Linked DNA regions of Mus musculus: regions 1, 2, 3, 5 and 6 are each linked to region 4. A link is a contact called in public promoter capture Hi-C data. All regions are on one chromosome and are shown on one strand. The core of a region is the stretch at or near the end of the contact, and the rest is flanking DNA. Distances in the headings are between cores, read along the strand shown.

Evidence for each region. Promoter capture Hi-C pulls out the DNA fragments that hold promoters and counts their contacts.
Region 1: a contact with region 4 is called in a promoter capture Hi-C map of liver, with 3 times the contacts expected there. The contact joins the promoter of Eps8l3 here to the promoter of Wdr47 in region 4. A contact is called at or near these places in 5 of 39 promoter capture datasets (hippocampal neurons, liver, pre-B cells and 1 more).
Region 2: a promoter capture Hi-C map of liver shows a contact between it and region 4, with 4 times the contacts expected there. The contact joins the promoter of Gstm7 here to the promoter of Wdr47 in region 4. A contact is called at or near these places in 4 of 39 promoter capture datasets (hippocampal neurons, liver and neutrophils).
Region 3: a contact with region 4 is called in a promoter capture Hi-C map of liver, with 3 times the contacts expected there. The contact joins the promoter of Gstm3 here to the promoter of Wdr47 in region 4. A contact is called at or near these places in 2 of 39 promoter capture datasets (both in liver).
Region 5: a contact with region 4 is called in a promoter capture Hi-C map of liver, with 3 times the contacts expected there. The contact joins the promoter of Gstm5 here to the promoter of Wdr47 in region 4. A contact is called at or near these places in 3 of 39 promoter capture datasets (hippocampal neurons and liver) and 1 of 115 datasets of contacts at active chromatin or transcription factors (pancreatic cancer cells).
Region 6: a promoter capture Hi-C map of liver shows a contact between it and region 4, with 2.6 times the contacts expected there. The contact joins the promoter of Csf1 here to the promoter of Wdr47 in region 4. A contact is called at or near these places in 3 of 39 promoter capture datasets (liver and pre-B cells).

The regions. Positions count from the first base shown.
Region 1 is chr3:107,875,571-107,879,393 of GRCm38.p6, reverse strand. Eps8l3 (EPS8-like 3) reads right to left here and starts at 2,164. Exons shown (of 19, transcript NM_133867.2): 1 at 2,028-2,164; 2 at 1-47. The coding sequence starts at 23.
Region 2 is chr3:107,929,485-107,933,650 of GRCm38.p6, reverse strand. Gstm7 (glutathione S-transferase, mu 7) reads left to right here and starts at 1,834. Exons shown (of 8, transcript NM_026672.3): 1 at 1,834-2,032; 2 at 2,261-2,336; 3 at 2,759-2,823; 4 at 3,097-3,178; 5 at 3,277-3,377. The coding sequence starts at 1,997.
Region 3 is chr3:107,967,131-107,970,996 of GRCm38.p6, reverse strand. Gstm3 (glutathione S-transferase, mu 3) reads left to right here and starts at 1,823. Exons shown (of 8, transcript NM_010359.2): 1 at 1,823-1,892; 2 at 2,159-2,234; 3 at 2,797-2,861; 4 at 3,150-3,231; 5 at 3,322-3,422. The coding sequence starts at 1,857.
Region 4 is chr3:108,589,135-108,593,028 of GRCm38.p6, reverse strand. Wdr47 (WD repeat domain 47) reads right to left here and starts at 1,751. Exons shown (of 15, transcript NM_181400.3): 1 at 1,432-1,751.
Region 5 is chr3:107,893,986-107,897,936 of GRCm38.p6, reverse strand. Gstm5 (glutathione S-transferase, mu 5) reads right to left here and starts at 2,083. Exons shown (of 8, transcript NM_010360.2): 1 at 1,939-2,083; 2 at 1,564-1,639; 3 at 1,247-1,311; 4 at 568-649; 5 at 375-475. The coding sequence starts at 1,983. 4933431E20Rik (RIKEN cDNA 4933431E20 gene) reads left to right here and starts at 1,724. Exons shown (of 3, transcript NR_015459.1): 1 at 1,724-2,294; 2 at 3,709-3,886.
Region 6 is chr3:107,757,598-107,761,776 of GRCm38.p6, reverse strand. It overlaps Csf1 (colony stimulating factor 1 (macrophage)), which reads left to right and starts at 1,308. Exons shown (of 9, transcript NM_007778.4): 1 at 1,308-1,752. The coding sequence starts at 1,714. The region is part of intron 1 of Gm40121 (a long non-coding RNA gene); the gene reads right to left.

The DNA.
Region 1 (3,823 bases), core at 915-3,414, 710 kb after region 4:
GCTCTGCTGCTGGGCCGGGACATGGTGACACTGCTGAGGGCAGCTTCCTAGAATCACAATGAACCAGAGACAGTCATTAGACTAAGGAACAGGAGGAATACAAGGCCTGGCTGCTGTTGCTCTGACCTGGGGACTCTGTGACCAGAACCGAAACCCTTGACTCCAGGGGACCTATCTAGAGCCATCTGATGTCCTGCCCAAGAGGTCCTCATCTTGTTAGGTTTGGAGGCCAGTGGAGGAAGGGCCTTCCTGGGAGCACTACATGGACGGCTTCCCATATTTGATCTGGGTTCAGATGTGAAAGATACCATGAATGAGTTGCTTCTGTTGGGAGAGCAGAGGCCTCAGCTGCAGTAGCAAGCCTCTTGTTTTAATTCTGCAAATAGGGAGGACACTCCCAGCTAATGACCCTGCCTGGTAGAATGTATTTCAGTGGTGTGTGTGTGTGTGTGTGTGTGTGTGTGTGTGTGTGTGTGTGTGTGACAGAGAGAGAGAAAGAGAGAAAAGAGAGACTGTGTGTGAGACTTTGTGTGTATGTGTTGTGAGAGAGAGACTGGGAGAGAGACTGTGTGTGTGTGCATATGTGTGTCTCTATATGTTAGACAGATTTAGAGATAGAAGACAGACAGACATTTATACGGAGTGAGGTGTGCTCTGTGGAACTTGCTTGGGACCTACACTCATCTGATGTCTGACTACCACTCCTGCCTCATTTCTTCCTGGTGCTTCCAGATTTTCTCCCAGAGACTCTCCCCCACCTGAACTCTAAATGCAGCTCACAGCCAACTATCTGGTAAAGCTGTCTTTAACCACCACCTGCTCAGAGTATTTTCAGCATTGCTCAATCCTCTCTGACAACAGTAGTGGTCACCGCAGCCCTGACAGAACTCCGAGCCCACTGCCAAGCCTCTCCTGACCCTACCTCTTAAGTCTTCACCTCCATCCATCCACTGGTACTTCTCCAGCACCAATTGGTGAGCACAGCTTTAAGGGGTTTGCCTCAGTGACCCAGCTAGTACTCAAAACAACCCCAGAGCTGAAACTGTTATCCGAGAGGACAACAGGCCTAGAGTCACTCTGACTGTTTAATAGGGAAGTGAACCAGAACTCTGTGGCTTACAAATGTGTCCCTGTCACTAGGTGGTGGGTCATGGGGGCAGGGGAAGGCTAGAACACACATCTTTTGAAATGGAGTGGAGTTAAACGTCCAGCATTTGTGTGTGCTGGGTGTGTGTATGTGTCAAGAGAATGTGTTATCCGTGGCCATGGTTTTGAGTGCCTTCATGCATCGATCTGTTTGGCGCACTAGGGTTCTTTGTAACCCTGGAATATCCCGACCAAAGTGTAAGGAAGCACTCACACCCATTTATTGGGACTGTTATGAAAATAACAGAGAGTGGATAAGATGACTCACAGATGGAAAAATTATTCTCCAAGTGAGCATCATGGGAACACAGAGGAGGCGGCTAATCTCTGTTCCCTGTGGGGAAAACCCCGATCCTAGATAAGAGCAAAGAGTGTTGGAAGCCTGACTCTCCCCTCTGCCTTTCCTCGCCTCCCTAGGCAGTGGCGTTCAATTCCTGCTTCTAAATGGAAGGAAAAAAAGAGCCCTTTTCTGATCAGCCCTGCCCTAGTCTTTCACATCAGAATGGTCCCTGTAAATCACCAGGTGTTCCTGTGGGCTGGTAGAGATAATTCAACAGCTACTACTAAAGATACTACACCCCAGGGCTGGGGGTGCTGTTTGACCTGCCTGGGCCCTTTTAGTGCCAGGCATTGGCCTTTGCTCTCCCTTGTGTAGGTGTATAGAGCAAGGAAGGGGTATTTACAAGGCTGACCTAGGGGAAAAGCCTTCTAGAGCTCCTTGCCTTTTCTGGTCTCCAGCAGGTACTAAGTTCCTGAGGCTAATCCTTGCTCGTGAATCTAAGAAGACACTGCAAGATGCCCCAACTCTAGGAAGCCACCGAGATGTCCATGTTGGCCCCAGGATCACCAATCCTTGCTATTCACTGGAAATAGGCTCTTACCTGGTTGCCAGTGCCGCCTGGTGTTTGGTCCCCCAAGGAGTCTGATGCTTGAGCCAGTGGTCCACTAATGTTGGAGGGAGCTCTGTTTGGCTTCTCTGCCAGCGCCTCAGGCAGAGACCTACTGGTGATCAGGTGGCCTGAGAGCCAGGAAGCAGGCTTTGAGGAAGCCACACCTGTGGTCTTTGGACTCTAGAGGGTGGAGAGGCCTTTCAGGCCACCAACCGCACAGCACGGTAGTGGACCTGAGGAAGTGTCTGTGCTGACAGGTGCCAGAGCTTTACCCGAGACCCCTGCTCTCCAGCTTCTTCCTTGTTGGCCTCTGACCTCAGGTGTGGCCCCTCATCTCCCTACCTTTTACATATCTCCTCGGGAGGCCCCTGGGTTAGCATTAGGTACTGGGGCCACAAACAAGAGAAGGCACATGTGGTCTCCTAAGCCTAGTTTCTGAGTTAGGGACAGGCCACTGATGGACCATAGGCTCAAGAAAAGCTTTGGGTTGGAATGTGTGTTTTATGCTTCTGTCCTGCATCCATGAGTGTGGGATTGTGTGTGCCCAAGTCTTGCCCATGAATAGGACATGGCCTGCCAGAGAAGTTGGGGTAGGCTCAGGGTCACTTGGGTATGACAAAGAGGGCTATTTCATCCTGGCCACATCCACCTGTCCCTTCTCCCCTCTGGTCACACTTGTTCTTTACTCTTTCTTCTTCACCTTGCCCCATGCCCCCCAGGCCCTAATAGATGCCTTCAAACTAAGGCCTCCCTTTGCTATTCAAGAACCTGCTAGTTCCTGCAAGTTGCTTTGTTTAAAAACCTCCTGTGGTACCTGGAGCAGGCCAGACTTTTTACCTCCTGGAAACTCCCAGCTGGATGTAGGAGCTCAGACATAGACAGCAAAGGAATTAAGGCAGAAGTAGAAGGAAGCAGAGAGGGGCAGGGATGCTCATGTGGGAGCTAAGCCTCTTGGGACAGAGTCGCAGGCCCTGCTGGGGTTAGGATCTGTGGAGAAGACTCCCACAGATCATATAACTATAGCCTGCAGTCAGGAATGTGTCCTTGGCTTCCTCAGGACCAAGTGAGAGATGATGTCCTGCTTCCCCCAGTCATCCAGTATTGTCCTCATGGCCTAGAGTCCAGGGCTTGGACCTAGGAGGGACTTCTCCCAACTGAATTGCTGTGAGCCCCCAGGAAGGTCCTTTGGGCAGCCAATTTCTGGGGCCTAGAGGTCAAACTGCCTGTTTGGTCAGCATCTCGCCACCATCCTGTGTGAACTAGCCCCCTAGACCTCCCTGGGCCTTCTGTTGGTTTGTACCACTTTCAGGTTTGAATAGCCTTAATTTGTTTATTTATTCTTAAAGGCCAATCATATTCCATTCTCAGGCTGGGTTTGGGTGACTAACCAGGACTTCATTCTTCCCAGCTCAGACCAGGCCCTGTCCTTCCTAAGGGTCTTTCAAGTCAATGTAAGCACAGCAGGGATTCCTGTAGGATACCTGGAAACAGGGTAGGGCAGGGATTCAACACATAACAGAGACCTAGCTGACATCTTTGGGCAGAGAAGGATATTGTAACACCAGGAACTCTCAGGATTGTGAACGCCATGGTCCTTTGGGTGTCCACCAGGCAGGAGCCTTGTAGCCTAGGAAGTTTCGAGGCTGGGGCTGGAGCTTTTTGGTGCTAGGTATTATGGAAATTGGCTAAAACAGGGCATTAGGAGGCATACAGAGGCCAGGCTACTCACCCCAGGGATGGGGAAGGGCGCTTCTTTGGGAAGACAGTTTGGGTCCCAAGCAATCCTG
Region 2 (4,166 bases), core at 585-3,084, 660 kb after region 4:
GGTTTGCTGGGTCCCTGGCTCAGGTCTGGGCTCTCTGTCCTGCTGCACTGGCCTGTCATGGACGTCTTTGTCTGGTTACAGGACGTTTCTGTGTAAACCAGCAAGGATGTTCCCTGTGAGAAATGGTCGTGTCTGTGAAGGCAAGGAGTGGCAGGGTGTCCTGTGGGAAGACAGGCAGAGAGGGGACAGAATGGGAGCCCTAAAGTCTCAGTCGCAGTCATCCCCCTGCTACTCTGGCACCATCTTGCTGTTCCCTAATCCCTGCCCCATTCTTGCCCCAGCTCCTTTTCCTTCAACTCAGTGGCCTCCTGAAGTGGCCGTCCCTGAAGTTGGCTTCACTGTCCTGTCCAGCAGTGACTGTGCTGTGCTGTGCTGAGGAGCTGGGGGAGCCCATCATCTTTAGGCTCTGTACTTGCAACACGTGTGTAACAGAGGCAGGTCTTATCTGCAGTATACCCCAGTGAGGTCTCTGCATATGGGAGCCTGTCTGGTCCCCATAAGGCTTGAGTCACACTTGCTTTGACTGCCATTCCAGCTTTCACTATTGCCTCTAAGGACTGTCTGGAGACCCTAATAGAGCCTGGTTCACAGGGGTCCAAGCGGACTAAGAAGGACACCTCCCAGTGCAGGCAGCCTTCACCGGGTCTCTAGAACATGAAGGGTACCTTGTGGCTGGAAACTTGCCCACCCCACAATGTCACTGAGATCAGACATTAATAAAAGTTGGTCGAAAAAAATCAGAGCAATGCTATCTCAAACTAAGGCAGGTTTCCTCACCCTCAGCTACATTTTAACACAACCAAATGAAACCAACATAAACATAAAACGTGTTTAAAAGAGTTGAGATCTGAGTGAGTTGGCGGTGCTTCCTAAAAGAGACAGGTGTGGCACTCCATGTCCTTAATCTTAGCACTCGGGAGCTGAGACAGGAGAACTGAGCCTAATCCAAGACCAGCCTGGGTTACACAGGGTCCCAAGGCCAACCTCTAAAGCCATCGCAAAAGAGAAAAGGATAAAAAAGAAACATAAGACAAAGAACACTTGTTCCTCGGGAATTGGGCACAAGGCTTTCAAGGCTCTGTAAAGAGAAACATGTTCCGTCAATTGTCAGAAGTCACAGGTCCAAGTGCAAGCCTGGCCAGGAAGCAGCACGGCAGAGGTGATTATCAATCACAGCTACTCCAGGGTCTCACGCATCCCCGGCATGGTGTTAGTGGGAAAGAAAATGAAATGACTCTTGGTTATAAGATTTTGTACTCATGCTGGAAAGAGTCAAAGGTAGGGGGTGGGAAGATCAGGAGAGAGGGAAAGGCAAGCCAAGGAAGGCGGAGTTTAGCGGAGGGCACCCGAACAAGGAAGCAGCTACAGTATACAGGTGATTAAGTGGGCACTCATTTCTTTTGTGAATTTTTTCAAAGATTAATGTTATATCAGAATAAAAAACAGAAAAAAAACTCCAGATACATCATTTACTATGTGATCCAGGACACACACACACACACACTTAAATGAAATAAATTTCATCAGAAAAATTTGTTTTGCATTCATGAATATATTTGTATTATCATGTTTTCCAGTTCTTCGTTCTTTAAGTATTCACAGTATAAAAGATAATTTTGCCCTCAGGACACAGTTGTCAAGGTCCTAGGCCTTCCGAACTGTCACCACTGGGGAATGCTGCTGCCATCTAGACTAGAGGGTAGAAAATAGCAGTCCTACAGCGGAAACCCAGCACCACCAATAAGAAGCTAGCAAACCCAGCCCCGCCTTTCGCTCTTGGCACTCAGCCAAGCCACCACCATAACAATGGAGCTCAGGCAGCCTTGGCTCTGGGGGCGGCCCTGGCCTTGTTCCTGGATGCCGGTATTGGCTGGAACTGGGAGGTGGGGAAGGGCAGTCTGAAGACCTGACAAAGCGAAGCCAATCCGTTTCTGGCAGCTCTCTGAACAGCCAAGGCTAGATTGACACTGAGCCTGTCCGTTCAGACCTCGGCACCATGCCCATGACACTGGGTTACTGGGACATCCGTGGGGTGAGAGAGGGGTCCGAATGCAGAGTAGGACTTGGAGGAGGGACAAGGATCCGTGCAGTCAATGGAGGCATGCTCTTGCAGCTGTGTATGTGTGTGTGTGTGTGTGTGTGTGTGTGTGTGTGTGTGTGTGTGTGTTCTGGTCCATCCATGGACATAGTGAAACTAGGTCAGAGAATGAGGACTCGTGTAGAAGGGGTAAAGAATTTTACCATCTCTTGTCTCTTACAGCTAGCCCATGCCATTCGCCTGTTCCTGGAATACACAGACTCAAGCTATGAGGAGAAGAGATACACCATGGGTGATGGTGACTGCATCCTTTCTAGTCAGATCCCTGCCCAACTCCTGTCCATTGTTGCCCAGCAACCAACCTCATCACTCAGCTCTGACACTTTTTTGTTGGAGCTGTAACATGCCCCTTCCAAAACCCTTGATGGTGTGGTTTGATTTGCCAATGGAAGATGCTAAGGAAAGATTTGAGTGTACTCTGTATTTATAACTGGGCTCCATTCTTCTAGCAATTGGCTAAATCTTTCACAAGCTTTAGCGATGAAGAAGCTCACAGCCCTTACAAACATCTTCATCCTTGCAAGCTTGCAGTATGACTTTGTGAGTCAGCTTGCAGGTCCACTGCTTTGGAGAGTCTTGTCTCTGACCCCTTGGGAAAATCTTGGGAAAGGGGTTTGAACACATGGGTCCTTTGATTTCATATTATCTTGTCCACCACAGCTCCTGACTATGACCAAAGCCAGTGGCTGAATGAGAAATTCAAGCTGGGCCTGGACTTTCCTAACGTAAGTACAGGAGAGGGGAGGTGTGGAGATGGTGGTGGTGTCCCTGTTTATACAGATGGGATCAGTCCTTTGGCTTTCATCTTCGCATTCCTGGTTGTCCACACCATCTTTCTGTGATGGGCTGTATCCCAGCTCTCTGTTCAGTGAGCAGCATTTTCATAGAAGGTTTTCCATGGCAGGCACACTGAGTGCCAGGCCTCGTGTCTGTCCTCACCCAAGGAAGGGATTCTGGGATTTCATATCCCATCTGACTCTCCATGCTTGTCCATTCAGCTGCCCTACTTGATCGATGGGTCACACAAGATCACGCAGAGCAATGCCATCCTGCGCTACCTTGGCCGCAAGCACAACCTGTGTGAGTGGGGCCGGCTGCAGGGGTGGGGACCGATGGCCACCAGCTGGGCTTGGCCAGGGTGGCATGTTGAGTGTGAGTCTGGGCTGTGTTTTTCACAGGTGGGGAGACAGAGGAGGAAAGGATCCGTGTGGATATTCTGGAGAATCAGCTTATGGACAACCGCATGGTGCTGGCGAGGCTTTGCTACAACGCTGACTTTGTGAGTCCTGCTCTGGGCTGGATGAGGTGGGGGAACCAGAGCTTGTACCTTTGCCTTCTCATCTGCTCTGTTTGCTTAGCATCTAACGTCTTAGCGCTGCTCACCTACAGATGATACTCTGAACTGCTGGCGGAGTCATGGTGACACAGTATGGAGACTGAGACAGAAGGACTAAGGTTACGGTCTTCCTGGTTACACTGTCTCAAAATCAAAAGCACTAAAACAAAACCAAACCTTCCATGCACGTACACACACACTCTTGTACACACACACACACACACACACACACACACACACACACACACACCCTGCCAACATAGAGTCTTGTCAAATGGCACTTACAATGAACTTCAGCAACTAGAACAAACACTCCACAGTCCAGTGTCGGTAGCTGGGTAGTAAAGACTGTGTTTAGAATCTCTCAGCTCTGATCACCCATTTCTGGCCTGGGTTATGTCTCCTACTCGGTTATGTCTTACATCATCATTGCTTCTATAGTACACATTCCAACAATGAGAAAAAGTGGAGTAAGCTGGAAATGGATGGGAGCCATCACCTGGGGACTCTTCCCAACCAGATACCCAGAGCCATGCCTGGGATACTCACAGTAATAAGGAAGTGTTCCCAAAAGGCAGTCTACAGCTGGCTAAGCCTCTTCTTGCCTCATCTCCTTTCACCCCATCACACTTCATCTTTCTGAAACTGCCCCAGAGCCCTACCGTTCTTCTTCCTGCAGAACATCCAACTTCTCTTCCAGAATGCTTTAGTTATTTGCTTCTCTGACTCACA
Region 3 (3,866 bases), core at 574-3,073, 620 kb after region 4:
TTATCCATGGGATCTCCTTGCTAGGAACTGACTGTTTAATAAAGGAAGAACCAAATTGGATGAACACTATGGTACAATTTCTGTTCCATGTAAAGATTGTTTCATTGCTCTTTTCCTGTCTTTCAAACTTAATGTTTTAATTCATCTTGACACCTAAAAGTCAGTTTTCAGGTAAATCCAAAGATTTCATTTTTCTGAGATCCTTAGGATAGCAAACGATTAAAGATCTAAATCCTAGGAGCTCATGGAACCAGGAAATTTTGTGCATGTGTAAATAGTATGGTCTTTCTGTGGGCAAGCTTAACTCTGGGCATTGTCCTTAAGGTCTTATGTACTTTCTGAGCGTGGCCATTCAGAGAACCTGAAGTGGGCAGGTGGACATGTAAAATGCTAAGGCAGCACTTGCCACAGGTACTGTGAGCCCCAGTGACATGCTCTGTGTGTGTGCATCCTCACAGAGACTTGCAGAACATGTGGTTTCTTTAATGTCCTAGGATGAGATGGCCTCTGCTTGTCCCCTGCACCCTCACTGCACAGCTCCTATGTGGGTGACATGATATGTTGCCTTCATACCCCGTAGTCCCAGTAAAGGATGATTTAATCCCAAAATGTACGTCCTGCAGAGCAACAGCCTTGGCCTTTGACTTGTAAACTCATTTTAGTCTCCTCTTCTGTCATTTGTTTCTCATTATATCTGATAAGTTTTTATAAACAAGGTGATGTTATCCTCTTGGTTTTGAAAGAGTCTGTTGCCTCCAAGGAAGAAAGCAGACAGGTAGGACAGTGTTCTTGGTAGGACACTTACCTTGTGAAGGTTGGACTACAGGGCATATATTTCAGGGTAACTGAAAGATCATTTGAGCAACCCTGTCATATACAAACATATGTCCGGGGTTTGGGCCAGGTCTAGCATCTAGGGATGTGGACAGCTGAGGGTCTAGCTTTGGGCTCGTTGTGTCCCGTGCAAAGTGTGTACACAGGATCCCGTGTGTACAGCATCCTGTTGTCCCTTGAAAGCAAGCCTCTTAGGGCACATGCTCTCCCCCTCTATGGCACACACCAGCTGTGCATTCTTTGCTCCCTTGCACAGTGCAACCCATGGGAAGTTCTGCCAGCCAGGTACCCTGCACTGTGATGGTGTCTTAGATCTCTTGTGCCCTAGGTATCTGGTTCTTGGATTTAGCTTACAAACATGGCCAAAAATAGTGACTGGCTTATATGGTCACTAGCTTGATGAGCAAATGATGAAGTTTCCAAATTTCCTAAAGGAAGACACTGGGAGTACTTGTTTTCTGATTGTTCCTCTTCTGGAGTCCTTCCTATCTCATGGACTGTCCTATGATTCTAGGTGAATAATAAGGCTGTGGTGGGTAATAGAGCTTGGCAGCTGTCAATGCTAAATTAAACTTTTGCCCGAGGGGCACCCTACTTTATCTTCTGTTGAGATCTGGGACTCTCTCCTAGAGATTTCCACAGTATAGGGGTGAAAACCTAAGTTCTGCTAGGAATGGAAAGCTGCATTTTCAAGTTTGGGGGCACCCATTAGGGGGCGGTGACAGGAAGCACTAAAGAGGCTGAGGGGGGAGGAGGTCCTTCATGTGAACCTGCTCAGAATCCAAGGCCTGAAGGTGCATAGGATCCTACTTCTCCCTCTCCCGGGCTGTGGGTGAAGCCAAAGGGCTTCGGGTTCAAAGTCTCTGAGGACAATTGAAGGGAAAGGCAGTGCCTGAGTGGGGTTAGGGCATTGAGGGCGGGACCGTTTACAAGGCCCCACCCACCTTTCCCTTTGCACCTCCTTAAAATTCTCCAGCTCAACCTACCTGAAGCCAGTCTGAGAAGACCACAGCATCAGCGCCATGCCTATGACACTGGGCTATTGGAACACCCGCGGAGTGAGAGGGGGATCTGCCTGGAGGGTGGGACTAGGACTCAGGCGGGAAGTTCAAAGTGATCCGGGCTCTCAGATGTATACTTTTCTTAGCACCCTGGAGCTCACAAACTTGGGAGGCTGCAGGTGTGAAGGGGCGGGCACCTATGAGTGCATGTGTACACACCGCAGGGTGGCTGTGTTTGTGGAGGGTGAGAGGATTCATCTGCGAAGATGAAGTCATCCAGTAAAGGTCCTACCATTTCTAACTTGTGTGACCTTCTCTTCCAGCTGACTCACTCCATCCGCTTGCTCCTGGAATACACAGATTCAAGCTATGAGGAGAAGAGATATGTCATGGGGGATGGTAATGACACCTTCCTGGTCAGACACCTGCTTTCCTCTTACCCAGGGATGCCCGTACCCAGCCCCTAATTCCTCAGCTCTGCAGACCTCCTACAACTGGAGGAGGAAGGAGCCTGCTCCTTCCAGGAACCTCTTGAGGGTGCAGTTTGGTTTTCTATGCACTGGGAATGGCAATGTGTGGGAGCTTGCTTTTAAATCCAGCTCTAGAAAGTCAGAGAGACAGGTGGATCTCTGAGTTTGAGGGCAGTCAGGTCTATACATATAGTTTCTGGAAAGCCTTGGTTACATAATTGAGAGATCTTGCCTCAAACAACAATAATGAGACTGGAGTTCCGGGCCCACCTGTATTTATAATTGAGCTGGGTTCATTTTTGGGGTCCCATTGGGCTTAGGGTCCCCTTCTTTATCACCCCTCTTCTTTATCTTGAGAATGACTTAGTGCAAGATGTTACAGTTCTCCTTCCCCAGGGTATCTTGCTCGTGACTTCTTAGGTGGGTCAGTGAGATTGGAGTGTCAGACGCAGCCACACTGATATCCTTTCACATCCTCTTGTCCACCACAGCCCCCAACTTTGACCGAAGCCAGTGGCTGAGTGAGAAATTCAATCTTGGCCTGGATTTTCCCAATGTAAGTGCAGGGAAAGGGAGGTTTGGGGAAGACGTGGTGATCTCACCTCATCTCCTGGCCTGGCTGAGGGTTTAGGATCAGTGTTTCTGCTCTCCTGCTCCATCCCTGTTGGCTGCACAGTGTTTCTGTGATGGGCTGTGTCCCAGCTCTCTCATTCAATGCACACTGTGCCCATGGAGGGCTTCCCATGGCAGGCACACTGAGTGCCAGGCCCTGTGTCTGCTCTCACCCAGGGAAGGGATGGAGGGACCTCATATCCCATCTGACCTTCCCTGCTTGTCCATCCAGCTGCCCTACTTAATTGATGGGTCACACAAGGTCACCCAGAGCAATGCCATCCTGCGCTACCTTGGCCGGAAGCACAACCTGTGTGAGTGGGGTTGCCTGCAGGGTAGGGCATATCAGGCAATCTCCTTGGCTTGGCTGGGTTGGGATGCTGAGTGTTCTGTGTGTGCTGCAGGTGGAGAGACAGAGGAGGAGAGGATCCGTGTGGATACTTTGGAGAACCAAGTTATGGACACCCGCATACAGCTCATGATAGTCTGCTGCAGTCCCGATTTTGTGAGTGGCCAGTAGGTGGAGAAGACGGGGTTTGAAGCAGGAGTTAAAGTCTTGCATTCAGATCTGTAACATCTCCTTCAGTAAGGAGCCATGTTACTGATTCTCCAAGCTTTCGGATCTTACCAACAGAACGACCTTCGTTACCATAGTGATCTCTCACATCAACACTGAAACTATTATTACTTGTCTAAGCATCCTAGATACAGTTGAGATTCTAGAGTGAACAGTCTGACCTAGACATTTAATGCAGAGTTAAAATCCCTGATGTGTATGTCCTGTAACCACTTCCATGTGTCATCTAAGCTAGTGATCACACTAACAATTTTCTTCTTAAAACGCAGACTCAAAAGATGAAGTAGAGGCTGGGGAGATGGTTCAGAGGGTAGAAGTCTTTGATGTGCAAGCATGGGGACTTGATTGTGGATCCTCGGTATCCCACATTAA
Region 4 (3,894 bases), core at 502-3,001:
ATTTTCACAAAAAAAAAAAAAAACCTAGAAAAGTGGCAAGGTGGGAAATAAGTTAAATCTCTCTCTCTCTCTCTCTCTCTCTCTCTCTCACACACACACACACACACACACACACTCAGTAATGGCAGCCCAATTCAAGTTCATGATCTGGTTGTTTGCCTTACATATACTGTTATGGATTATTTCCTTGTCTTTCCCATTTACGTGTTACTTTGTTGTTGGAAGCAATGTTCCTCCCCCTCCTCCAAACCTTAATGCACAATGATTCGTTATATCTCCCACCTAAATAAGACCTCCAGAATGTGCCATATAAAGAAAATTCGACTGCTAGGCGTTTCTCCTTTCTAGTAAAATGCTAACATAACATATGCCAACACTTGAGACCCCCCCCCAAAAAAAAGAAGTGGTATTATCTGTGAAAAAGATTTACAGCCCTTTTAAACCTGTATGTTAATTCCTGTGCCATTAACTTTTTATAGCATTCTATGAACTCTCTACAACAAAGGGGGGAAACTAAGTGTCAGGATTTCAACCGATGAATCTGGGTGGAACAAAGACTTCTCCTCTCATTATGCAGTGAGAACCAAGTTGCCAAAAAAAAAAAAAAAAAAAAAAAGCTCCCCTCAGACGACACCCTTCGTAGTTACTAGCTGCATGTCTGGATGTACAGGGGGGAAATCATCAGGTCAAATACTGCCGCTGCCTACTTGGTTCCTACCCCTTTGCCAAAGGCGTCGTCCCAGAGCTAGAGCCCCAATCTTTTTCTCCCCAATACAGCTAAGCAGCTTAACCCTCTGAGTTCCATAACCTCCGGTGTCTTACGCAGGCGTCCCCGGGAACAAATCACGTTCGAAATTCAGTCGATGCCCCTGTCCCCACCCTCCCAGACCCCACAGGACTGCTCCTAACAGCCACTGGCCTGGCGTCAGAAAGGGCAAACCCGGATCCCCCACAAACCCTCAACCCCGCCACTCCCTACCCATTCGCCGGCCAAGGCGAGCAGGGAAAGGGACCAGCGCGCAGCCCTCAGTCTCGCCCCAGCCCAATAGAGGGGCGAGGCAGATGCAGCCCAGTCAGCCCTCCTCGCGCCCCTCAGCAGCGGCGAGGTGGATACTCCATACCAGGGCGAGGGGCATCGCCCAGCCGCCCGAATCAGACTGGCAAGTAGGGGAAGGTGTGGTCCAGCAGTGGCGGCCTGGATAGATTGCCTGGCGGGTCCCAGGTCCTGTCCCCGAGACACCCGGGCCTCGCCCGCATCCCATCTTCTCGCAGTCGCCACCAAAGCCTACCCAAGACACTCCTCCCGGCTGCGAACGCCGCCCAAGGGGCTGTGGGGTCTGCGCCGCATCAGGCTAGTGACAGGTGGCGACGGGTGACCATGGCAACCCACGGTGCACGGCGGCCCGCCCCCGCCTCCTGGAATCCGCTCACCTGAGAGCTCCGGGCGGAGCCGGCAGAAGCGGTGGAGGAAAACGCGGAGGAGAGGCCGGCGGCCAGAGCCCCGAGACAGCCAATTCCAGTCTAAGGCGCGAGCGCGAGGGCGGCGGTCTGGGCTAAGCAGCCCGCACGTCAATCCATCAGCTCGTCAGCCGGTCCTGCTCGCGTCCGCCCCGATCCCGCCTCCGACCGCTCCGCTCCGCGGACTGCGGTTGTCAAGCGCCGCTGGAACGGAGCTCCAGCCGCCAGCTGCAGCCAATCACTGCTCGTCCCTGGAGCCGCCTCAGGACCCCTCCTCGCGAGGCGGCTAGGCAGGTGCCTGAGCAGAAGAGTCGGCTGGGCCAGCCCAGGAGGGTAGGGCGGGGCCTAGAGGCGGGGCCTAACACGGGGGCGGGCAGAATCTAAGACTGACGCCTGGAGGCTCCTGGCCCTCGCCTTCTCTGCTCTTATGGTTTAGGAGATGACTGTAAGGAGAATGTAGGCCCAGAACCTTCGGGTGACGCTATGTTATGTCCCAAAATAGCGTGGACAGGTGTGGTAGTTTGAATGAGAATTGCCCCCATACTCATGCATTTGAATGCTTGTCCCCAGTTACTGGACTGACAGGAAAAGATAAGGATAGCAGTTCTCAACGTATGGGTCCCAACACCTCCTAGGAGGGTAACATATCATATAATTTCAATTCATAGCAGTAACCAACTGGTCTGAAGTAGCAACGAAAATAATTTTATGGCTGGGGGTGAGGAGGCCACCAAAAGATGAGCAACTGTATTAAAGAGTCGCAGCATTAGGAAGGTTGAGAACCACTGGATTAGGTGTGAACAAGTTGGAAGAGATGTCACTGAGGGTGGTCTTGGAGGTTTCAAGAGCCAGTCCTTTCTGGCTTTTTTTTTTTTTTGTAAGATTTATTTATTATATGTAAGTACACTGTAGCTGTCGCCAGACACCCCAGAAGAGGGCATCAGATCTCACTATGGATGGTTGTGAGCCACCATGTGGTTGTCAGGATTTGAACTCAGGACCTCCAAATAGAGCAGTCAGTGTTCTTAACCGCTGAGCCATCTCTCCAGTCCCAAGCCAGCCTTTTCTTCGTTTTATGTCTGGTGCTTGTGGATCACGTGTAAGCTGTTAGCAACTGCTCCAGCATCAGGCCTCCCTGTCTGCTGGCACATTCACTGCCAAGACCGTCATGAACTAACCCTCTGGAACCCTGAGCTAAAAATTAAATGCTGTCTTTTATAAGTTGCCTTGGTCGTGGTGTTTCATCACATCAATAAAAAAAGTAGCTAGGACAACCTGTCTGACACTTCCAAATGTCTTCTGTGCACTGGGTTTGACTCTTAATTCTACTCCAACGATTAACTAATAAAGCTTAAGTGAAATAAATACTCCTTCCTTGCCCTTTTCCGTACTCCATCTCCCTCCATGAAAACCATCCCCTTCCAGGCTCTCCATGTGTAAAGCTAATCCTATCTTGAAGCACTTAACAAGGCTGCTGTTTTGAACTGCCCTTTTATTTACAGTAGTAACCTCACTCCTACACATTTGTGTAGTAGTATTCCCCCAGATACGTACTGCTCAAGGAGCTGAACCTCCAGGAACCTTAGCATAAAGAATCCAGAACTCAGGAGGCAGAGGTAGACTTATGAGAGATTTACCTGGCCTGGTTTACATAATGAGTTCCAGCCAGCAAAGGCTGGGACCTCAAAAACAAACAGACAAAAAATCCAGTTCAAGATAAATGGCCAGGTGAGTCACAGCATTGTGTATGCACATAACATATCCAATAAATAAATACAATACTTTAAAGACCAAGTATGTTGGTGCATGCCTGTAATTCCAGCAGGATAAAGAGTATTGCAGATTGGAGGCCAGTCTGAGCCCAGCTACATAGTAAGAGTCTGTCTCAAAATAAGATGGGACTGCAGAGATGGGTCTGTGGTTAGTGCTTGCCATGCAGTCATGAAGAACAGGGTTTGGATCATCAGTAGTTATTCAAGGCTGGTGGCCACCTGTAAACCCGGAGCTTCAGAAGCAGAGATGGATCATGGGAGTGAGGGACACAAGCTGACTAACTGTCAAACTCTGTCAAGGAGAAACGTTGCCTTAATGAATAGGATGAAGAGTGATCAGAGTCAAGCACTATCAATTCTGGCTTCATACACATATACACATGCACAGAAGAGGGGGAGAAGAGGAAGGAGGAGGGAGAGGAGGAGGGAGAGGAGGAGAGGGAGGAGGAGGGAAACCCAAAAAGATAAGTCGTAGTTTAAAAGTTGTAGAGAGAACATTTTTAATTTCAGGGAGAAATTAAAATATCTGAACTTCAAAACATCAATTGCCCAGTTCACCTAAATCCTAGAAGAAAATCATATAGTATCTTAGTCACTATTCTATTGCTCTAAAGAGACCACCTGATGAAGGCAAGTGTTATAAGAAAAAGCTTCTAGGGATGGA
Region 5 (3,951 bases), core at 834-3,333, 700 kb after region 4:
GTCAACACATGGCTCAATGGGGGTGAATAGAGTTTGATTCCCAGGTCCCACATTAATGTAGAAGTCTTTGGACTTCTACACACACTGGCCCCTTCCCCCAATAGCTATAGTCAGGGCCTGGACCAGTGATGGACACACTCTAGGCAGCTTCTTTCTGCCTTTAATTGGAGAAGGCAGGATGGAGAGCTGGGGCTTTGGAAAGGAGGAGGAGCTAACACCAGACTTACAGGACAAACCACACCAAAAAATAGAGTCTGTTTCTAATCCTTCCAGTTTGGGTTGATAGAAAGATGGCAACCATAGAAGCGAGCAGAATAATCCTTAGCACTTTGGCCTGAAACCCAACAAAGGTGATTCCAGATGAGGAAACTTACGTGGTTAGAATTGTAGCAGAGGCGAACCAGCTGCATGCGGAAGTCCATGATCTGGTTCTCCATGATGTCTACTCGTATCTTTTCTTCTTCAGTGTCACCACCTGCAGCCAGATGGCAACAAATCACCCTCAGGATTGCCAACCTCCAGGTGAGCCAACTGCCTCCTCCCTCCTATCCCCTTCAGCCCACTCACACATGTTGTGCTTGCGTGCGATGTATCTCAGGATGGCGTTACTCTGGGTGATCTTGTTCTTCCCGTCCATGAGGTAGGGCAGCTAGAAGGGGAAAGTTAATGTGAACCTAGTCCTCCAGGACCGCCACTCCTCTGGAAAAGAGAAGACTTGCAAGGTGTGTGAGAGTAGAAGCCAGGAGAAATAACTAAATAAATAGAAAGTAGCACTGGGTCCTCACCTGACTCTAGACAAGGGTGCTTAATCCTGTGTGTCACTGTGAATGTATGTGTGGCATATAGACGTTTAAAAAGCAAAATGTAAATATTTTATACCTTAAAGTATGTAAAAGTAGGGTGATTATGGATACATTTAAAAAAAAAATAGGTGTTTTAACAACCAGGACACATGAGGATACATTTAGGATACCATGAAAATACCTGGAATCTATCAGTGATAAAGTCACAGACCTGGCTATCAACTCATGTCTCTTATAGCCTGCCTTTAAGAGGAGAATATTAGTGTTTCTCAGACGTTAGTAGGAAATAAAATGTTATTCTCAGTTCTGTTCAATGACCCTTGAATTCTATCCATTCTATAAACGTGAAGAGTCTCTATCTAGATGCTCCCAAGCCAGAGATGAAGTGAAAACAGATACACTTGAAGGCCTTCCCTTCTGCCCACTCCTCCAAAACCACCTACGTTAGGAAAGTCCAGATCTAGCTTGAATTTCACGTCCAGCCATTGGCTTCTATCATAGTCAGGAGCTGTAAGAGAGAAGTGGGACCCAAGCCCGTTACCGACCTAGCTGAGACTTAGACCTGTTATCTCAAGTTCCCAATCCCCAAAAACTAACCCTTGAGTTTCTGCAAAGATGGGCCTGAACAGCAAGAGATAACTCTATGGGCCTCTCTTGGCAAAGTTCCCAGCTTACAGGAGCAGGGGGTCCCACACCATCTTGGTGTGGTACAACCCTCTGGGTAAAAAACAACTGTAGCGCACCCACAGACATTCATTACCTTCCCCACAGATGTACCGTTTCTCCTCATAGCTGGTATCAGTAAACTCCAGAAGCATGCGGATAGCATGAGCCAGCTAAAAGCAGGGGATGGAGAAAGACCCCGGTCAGCGCGCCTGCGCAGTGCCCACTTGCTCGCAGGCCCCCTCCGTCAATGTCCCCAACCCAACGCTGCCAAGCTCCTGCGTCCTGTCCAGGGAAATTGTCCTTAGGCAGCCCCTTCGCTCACGCCCGGGAACTTCCAGTACCTTATTCCTCTACCCACAGTCCTGGGGACCCCATAGGTAGGCTGGAGATCGGCCCACCGGCCCCTGACCCCCGCCCGGCCGCCTGCACCTCTCTGTCCCAGAGGCTGGGCTGGCGAGGGACCACTCACCCCGCGGATATCCCAGTAACCCAGAACCATAGACTTGGATGACATTTTGGGCGATCTTAGCCCCTTCGGGGATACAGCGATGGACTGTGGGCGGCTAACTTTATACTGGACGCTGTGGGCCGGGCTGACGCGACCGAACTGTCTCCTCCTCTCTCGCTCTATGCTCCACCCGCCCTCCGCGTGGTCAGTGGGCGGTGCGCAGGCGCAGCTGCTGCGGCTCCTGAAATCCTCCGGTGTGAACTTCTCCCAGGGCTGTTGATGCTTCATCTACTCTTCTGGCAGTGGGGGCCTGGACCTTAGTTACCCGGGAAGCGTGAGTCATGTTGCACAGTTGAGCTGGCACATAAAACTACGAGGTAGGAAACGATTCAGGTATAAGGTACTTTGGGGATAGAAACATTTTCTATGTAAGATACAAATGGCTCTGTGAAGACTGAGGGAGGCTGGGGACACTAAACAGGTCCACTGTGAAAAAGGATAGGTCATGCACATTGGAAATGCCTCAAAGGACACTCCAGGAAAGAGGAGGGTAGAGCAAACACCGAAAGGTGACAAATAGCTATGCAAGATAAACAGCAGGTGCTGTCGAGTTAGGCTGGTTTATGGGAGGAGTCAAAACATTAAGCATTTGGGGCAGGTTGCAAAGGGTATGGACAGCCAGACAGACAGAGGGTGTGAGTGTTTTCTCTCTGCTCTGTGGGGAGTGTATAGGATCTAGATCATAATGTTCACTAGCAGTATAATGCAAGACAGACATATGATTGTTTTTAAATGGTTTGCTTCTAGTTTTTTTTTTTTTAAGGAGGCAATGAATCCATAGTATACTTACGTAGCCCAATATATACTGTTTCAGAATGTAGTATGAAAATTATTGAGATGTCTTCTATTTTTTTGTTTTAGTACCTTACATTTAAAACACAACTCCACTAAGGGTAACCTCATCTTTTAAAAAAGATTTATTTATTCATTTTATATATGTGAGTATACTGTCGCTCTCTCTCTTCAGTCACACCAGAAGAGGGCATTGGATCCCACTATAGACTGTTGTGAGCCACCTTGTGGTTGCTGGGAATTGAACTCAGGACCTCTGGAAGAGCAGTTGGTGCTCTTAACTGCTGAGTCATCTCTCCAGCCCCAGGTAACCTCATTCTGATGCTCAGGATCCACAAGTTAGTCGGAAAATGATAAGCATATTGTGGAGTAAAACAGCACAAAAGGGGAAAGGCCCCTTGCGGGTGGGACCATCCCTGGGCTGGGTGTCTTGGGTTCTATAAGAGGGCAGGCTGAGCAAGCCAGGGGAAGCAAGCCAGTAAGGAACAGCCCTTCATGGCCTCTTCATCAGCTCCTGCTTCCTGACCTGCTTGAGTTCCAGTCCTGACTTCTTTCAGTGATGAACAGCAATGTGGAAATGTAAGCTGAATAAACCCTTTCCTCCCCAACTGCTTCTTGGTCATGATGTTTGTGCAGGAATAGAAATCCTGACTAAGACACCAGGCCTCCCGGAGCCCCAAGTCTGGGTGTGGGAAATTATGTCTCCCCGTTAGTTTAACTGACTCAAACTTCAGACTTTGTAAAAGGACATTTTTCTAAAATAAAGAAGAAATGGTACAGAGACATGTGACTGTATAATGCCTGGGTTGATTCCTCCCAAGAAAACAAAAGCCAGCAACAAATTAACTTGAGCCACGAGTCTAAAACTTCTAGAGTAGTCTAAGTATTCTACTTGTTTCATGATATATCCCAATTCAGGCTAAATAACTTTGTGATTAGGTGTTCTGCCCAGTTTATAGAACAAGGAATTGAAGCTTGGAGAAGATTGATGGACCACTCAAGTTCCCTGGATGGTCCAGGATGCAGACTGAGGATGGCCTAAAACATTAGTTTTGCTGGCTCCCTGTGCTTGGCTAACTTTAGAGCCTCTTACCTTGCCACAGTCTTTTCTATGAAGGTAGGTGAACACTGGGGTAGAGCACATTTTTTTTCCTAATCCTATAGATTTCCCCTGGTTTTCAG
Region 6 (4,179 bases), core at 59-2,558, 830 kb after region 4:
TAGTATTCAGTGATTCTAAACGTAATCACTACTATCACTAGTATTCAGTGGTTCTAAACCTTCTCAATGCTGAGACCTTTCAATACAGTTCCTCATGTTGTGGTGGCGCCCCAACCACAAAATTATTCCATTGCTACTTCACAAGTGTAATTTTGCTACTGTTATGAATCATAATGTAAAGCATATGATATGCAGGATATCTGACTTGTGACCCCCCAAAGAGGTTGCCACCCACAAGTTGAGAACCACCAGTTTAAAATAATGTAGAGAATGAATGAATGAATGAATGAATGCCAACTTAACTGGGAGGAATGGGTTGCGTCCAGTGGGAACACAGAAAGAAGGAATTATCCATCAGCCTGAAGCATCCCAGAAGGCTTTGCAAGACAAGGATAAGATGTGATTATAACCTTAAAAGGTGAGACATTCACCTTAAGATGGATGGGGGAAAGGAAGACTTCATGTCCGAGGAAGCAGCCTGAGCAAAGGTTTATGAGGGACGTTGTTGCTCTGAGCTAGGTAGTGCAAGGAAATGGAGGACACGTGACAAAAGTGCCCCTTTGAGACCAGACCACTCATCTGGGCATGACGGGATTGAAACACATTGAATCAGGATAAATGGAAGGAAGAAAAAGATCCTGACGTTGGCAATATAATTAATAGGCTCCTCTTGATAGGTTAATCTAGATCCATTCTCATGTAAAGACAAAATGTGATTGCACAAATGCATTTCCAACAGAGTTGAGGGAAATCTAGAGTCCAGGCACACCAACCTTTCCACATAAGCTGGGTTTGGCAGCCCAGGAGCAGGGGGCCAGCCAGTGCTTTCAGGTTAAGCACCTGAAGTGTCTCCTGGCAGAGTGCAGAAACACCCAGCTAGTTGTCACAGGACCAAGTCCTTCCTCTCCTACCCAGGTAGCTGGATGCTCCCCACTTCTCCCTACAGCCAGGGGAGAGGATAGTATAGTAGTATAGTAGATTCTTTGAACAATGCATAGGAGGGAGCAAGCCAATCTGCAAACCTGCTGCCCTGGGTTCCATGAGGGACTTGAATGGAGCTGCAGCAGAGAGGCGTTGGTCCATCCCCATTCAAGTCCTGTTCAATGTACTCTGTCCGTTTCCTGCTCAGATTTGAGGATTTTCGGGCCTTGAGGGAAAGTCCCTAGGGGCCAGCATTAGACCGAGAACAATCACACGAGATTGACAAGAGTGGCGAGCACAGAAGGAAAGGCAGTGTCTTGTCCAGAGCTCGAGAAGGGCGGGGGAGGGCGGTGGAGCCCGGGTTACTTTGAGGAGGCTGCACAGCCACAGAGCGACGGGGAAGAGAGCTAGCGGGGACGACCAGGCGGCCCGCTTGGGGGAAGGGAGTCGGCGGCTCAGTGGGCCTCTGGGGTGTAGTATGTGTCAGTGCCTGTGAGTGTGTTTGTGTGTGTGTATGTCTGTGTGTGTCTGGCGGAGAGCCAGGGTGATTTCCCATAAACCACATGCCCCGCCAGCCCGCCCGCTTAAAAGGCTGTGCCGAGGGCTGGCCAGCGAAGCTCGGCCAGGGGAAAGTGAAAGTTTGCCTCGGTGCTCTCGGTGTCGCTGCGGCTCTCTGCATCCCAGGACAGCGGCGTGGCCCTCGACCGGGGCGCGGGCTCTTCAGCCACTAGCGAGCAAGGGAGCGAGCGAACCAGGGCGGCCAACACGCCGTGCCGGGACCCAGCTGCCCGTATGACCGCGCGGGGCGCCGCGGGGCGCTGCCCTTCTTCGGTAAGCTGCAACCGTGGCGCGCGGGGCCCGGGCCGGGCTGGGGCAGGAGCTCTGCAGCAAGCAGCAGGCGGCTCTGCGGGGCCACTTGGAGCGGACAGCCCCTTCTCGCCAGCTGCCCAGGCTTCTCGGCCCTGGGTTCTGGCTTCCTTACTGCTTCTAAGCTACGGCTGAGGCCCGCGGTATTTCAATAGCTGCTCCTGGGGCTGCAGCGCTTTGCGAGGTAAAGAGAAGGCTGCTCATCCCATTGCACGGAGGAGAACACTGAGCTACCCACAGGCTGGAGAGAGAGATGGGGGTCTGGGGGGGGGGGGTATCGCAGGGATTGGCACAGGCCCAATGTCTGCCAGAATGGTCAACCAGGTCTCCAGGTTCCGAGTGACACAAGATCCGAGTGTGGCATCATCCCCAGTAGATATCTTTCTTTGGTTGTTGCACATGTTTTAGGCCCCAGTTGGGAGTGGGCCTTCAGGGTAGGGAAAATTCAGGCTCACTCAGCTTTACACCAGGACCTGTGCTGAGCAACCTGTTGGCAGAGAGAGAGAGAGAGAGAGAGAGAGAGAGAGAGAGATGGGCATGCTGCTACTTGTTCAATGGATGTGTAGGAACTATTAGGGACTTGGGTGGCTCTTTGAGGGGAGCTGGACCCGAATCTTTTCTTGAAGAAAATGAGATGGGGCTATTCTAGACTCTGCGGCTGACTGAGGAAAGAAAGTGCAAGGAGAGTTCAGAGCTGCAGCTGATAATGGGCTGCTCAGAAGCTGTCTCCAGTAATGGCAGCAGATGATAGCATGGCTCTTACAGAGTGAAGGATGGTACTTTCAATCCACAGCAAGTGGGTTTGCTTCAGAAGAGAATGAGAGGGAAAACCTGGAGGGTAGGAACCGAACTTGTGATGGGCAGCGCGTTGCAGGTGTCTGGGAGGAGAGAAAAGTAGAACAGCAGAGAGAGGGGCTCAGTGAGAGGCAGAAGGTGGGGTTAGGAGGAGGGGAAGGGAGGAAGTTATCCCACATGCAACAAGCATAAAGAGAGAAGAGGGAAGAAAAGAAAGACTACAAGGAGACATAAGAGGAAAGAGAGGAGGCCGAGGTTCAGCCAGGCAGTCAGGCCGGGTCTCTGTCTGCAGACTGTACTGATTGGAAAATGGAACATGATGTCTTGAAGTGCTCAGAGACTGCCGCAGTTTCCAGGCTGCTCTCATAGTCAGAGGCTGAGGCAGTGGGTGGGAGGAAGAAGCAAGCCAGGAAGAGCCTGTCCAGCCAGATGCAGGCTAGAGTATTAACCCTTGGGTGTCCATCTGTATCCCTGTCTATGGCAGCATTGGGGTTACAGAGCCAGATCCAGGAGTGGCTGGTCATCTTTGAAGCCAGCAGCTGTGCATTATTTCTGTGCATGCTTGAAATGCCACCAAAAGCCAGGTAGCCCTGAAGTAATGTCTTTATCTTGCTATCTCCAAACATCAATGGCTTGAAATTCCTGGGTTGAGATATTTCTGAACATCTCCATTCCCGGGTCCTTTCCTTCATACCATACACACATGGACTGACAGGCTGAGTGATACCAGCCTGGGCCAGAGTCATCTTCTGCAGTCATTTCCTTTAACAGGTTCTGAGACTGGGGTTCAGGAGACCCGGGCTGCCACTCCCACTCAGGACTAACTTTCCAATTGCCCAACCATGCCCAATGCAGTTTATCAACCCATAGCTGGCTGCACCCTCTCCCCCACCTCTTTCTCCCTGTCTCTCTGTGTCTGTCACTCTGTGTCTCTGACTGTCTGTCTCTGACTGTCTGTCTCTGACTCTCTGTCTCTCTCTCTCTCTAAGGTCAGGCAAGGAACCTAACAGGTCCTGTGCGTAATGGCATTAGGCAACCCTGTGCCTTAACACCCATCAGCATCTTCCACCCTTTAAGGCCTCACTCTTCCCTCCGCATGGCCCAGCCAAAGCTGCCTTTCCTCCCTGGTACTCACTGGCAAGGCTTTGGGCTTTTAGATGTAACCCAGTGTTGTTATGGACTGTTTCATAGCCTCCCTGTGTTTTTCCAATGCGCTCCTATTTGCAACATTTGTCTCATCATCTGGACTATTGGGGCAGAGCCAGATCCAAGAAGGTGCCAGTCATCACTCCACCCTGCCAGCATTTCCCTGAATTGGGGGATATCAGCAGCCAGAATGCTCAGAATGGCAGCATCAGGCCAGGGAAAGAAAGCCCAAGAGTCCCTCTGCCCCAGGCTGGCATCTCCCGGGATACCCTATTGGAGCCCGAAGGGATGGAAGGATTTTAGAGTAGAGGAGGAGGAAGGAAGAAAGGAGAAAGGAAGGACCCAGTCAGGTGTCAGGAGCCAGACCTAGGACTCTAGGGATGAGCAGCTGCAGGGCCAGGTGGGTGCTGACGGAAAGGAGAGAACTTTCTTGCTGTGGCAAGAGTTTGC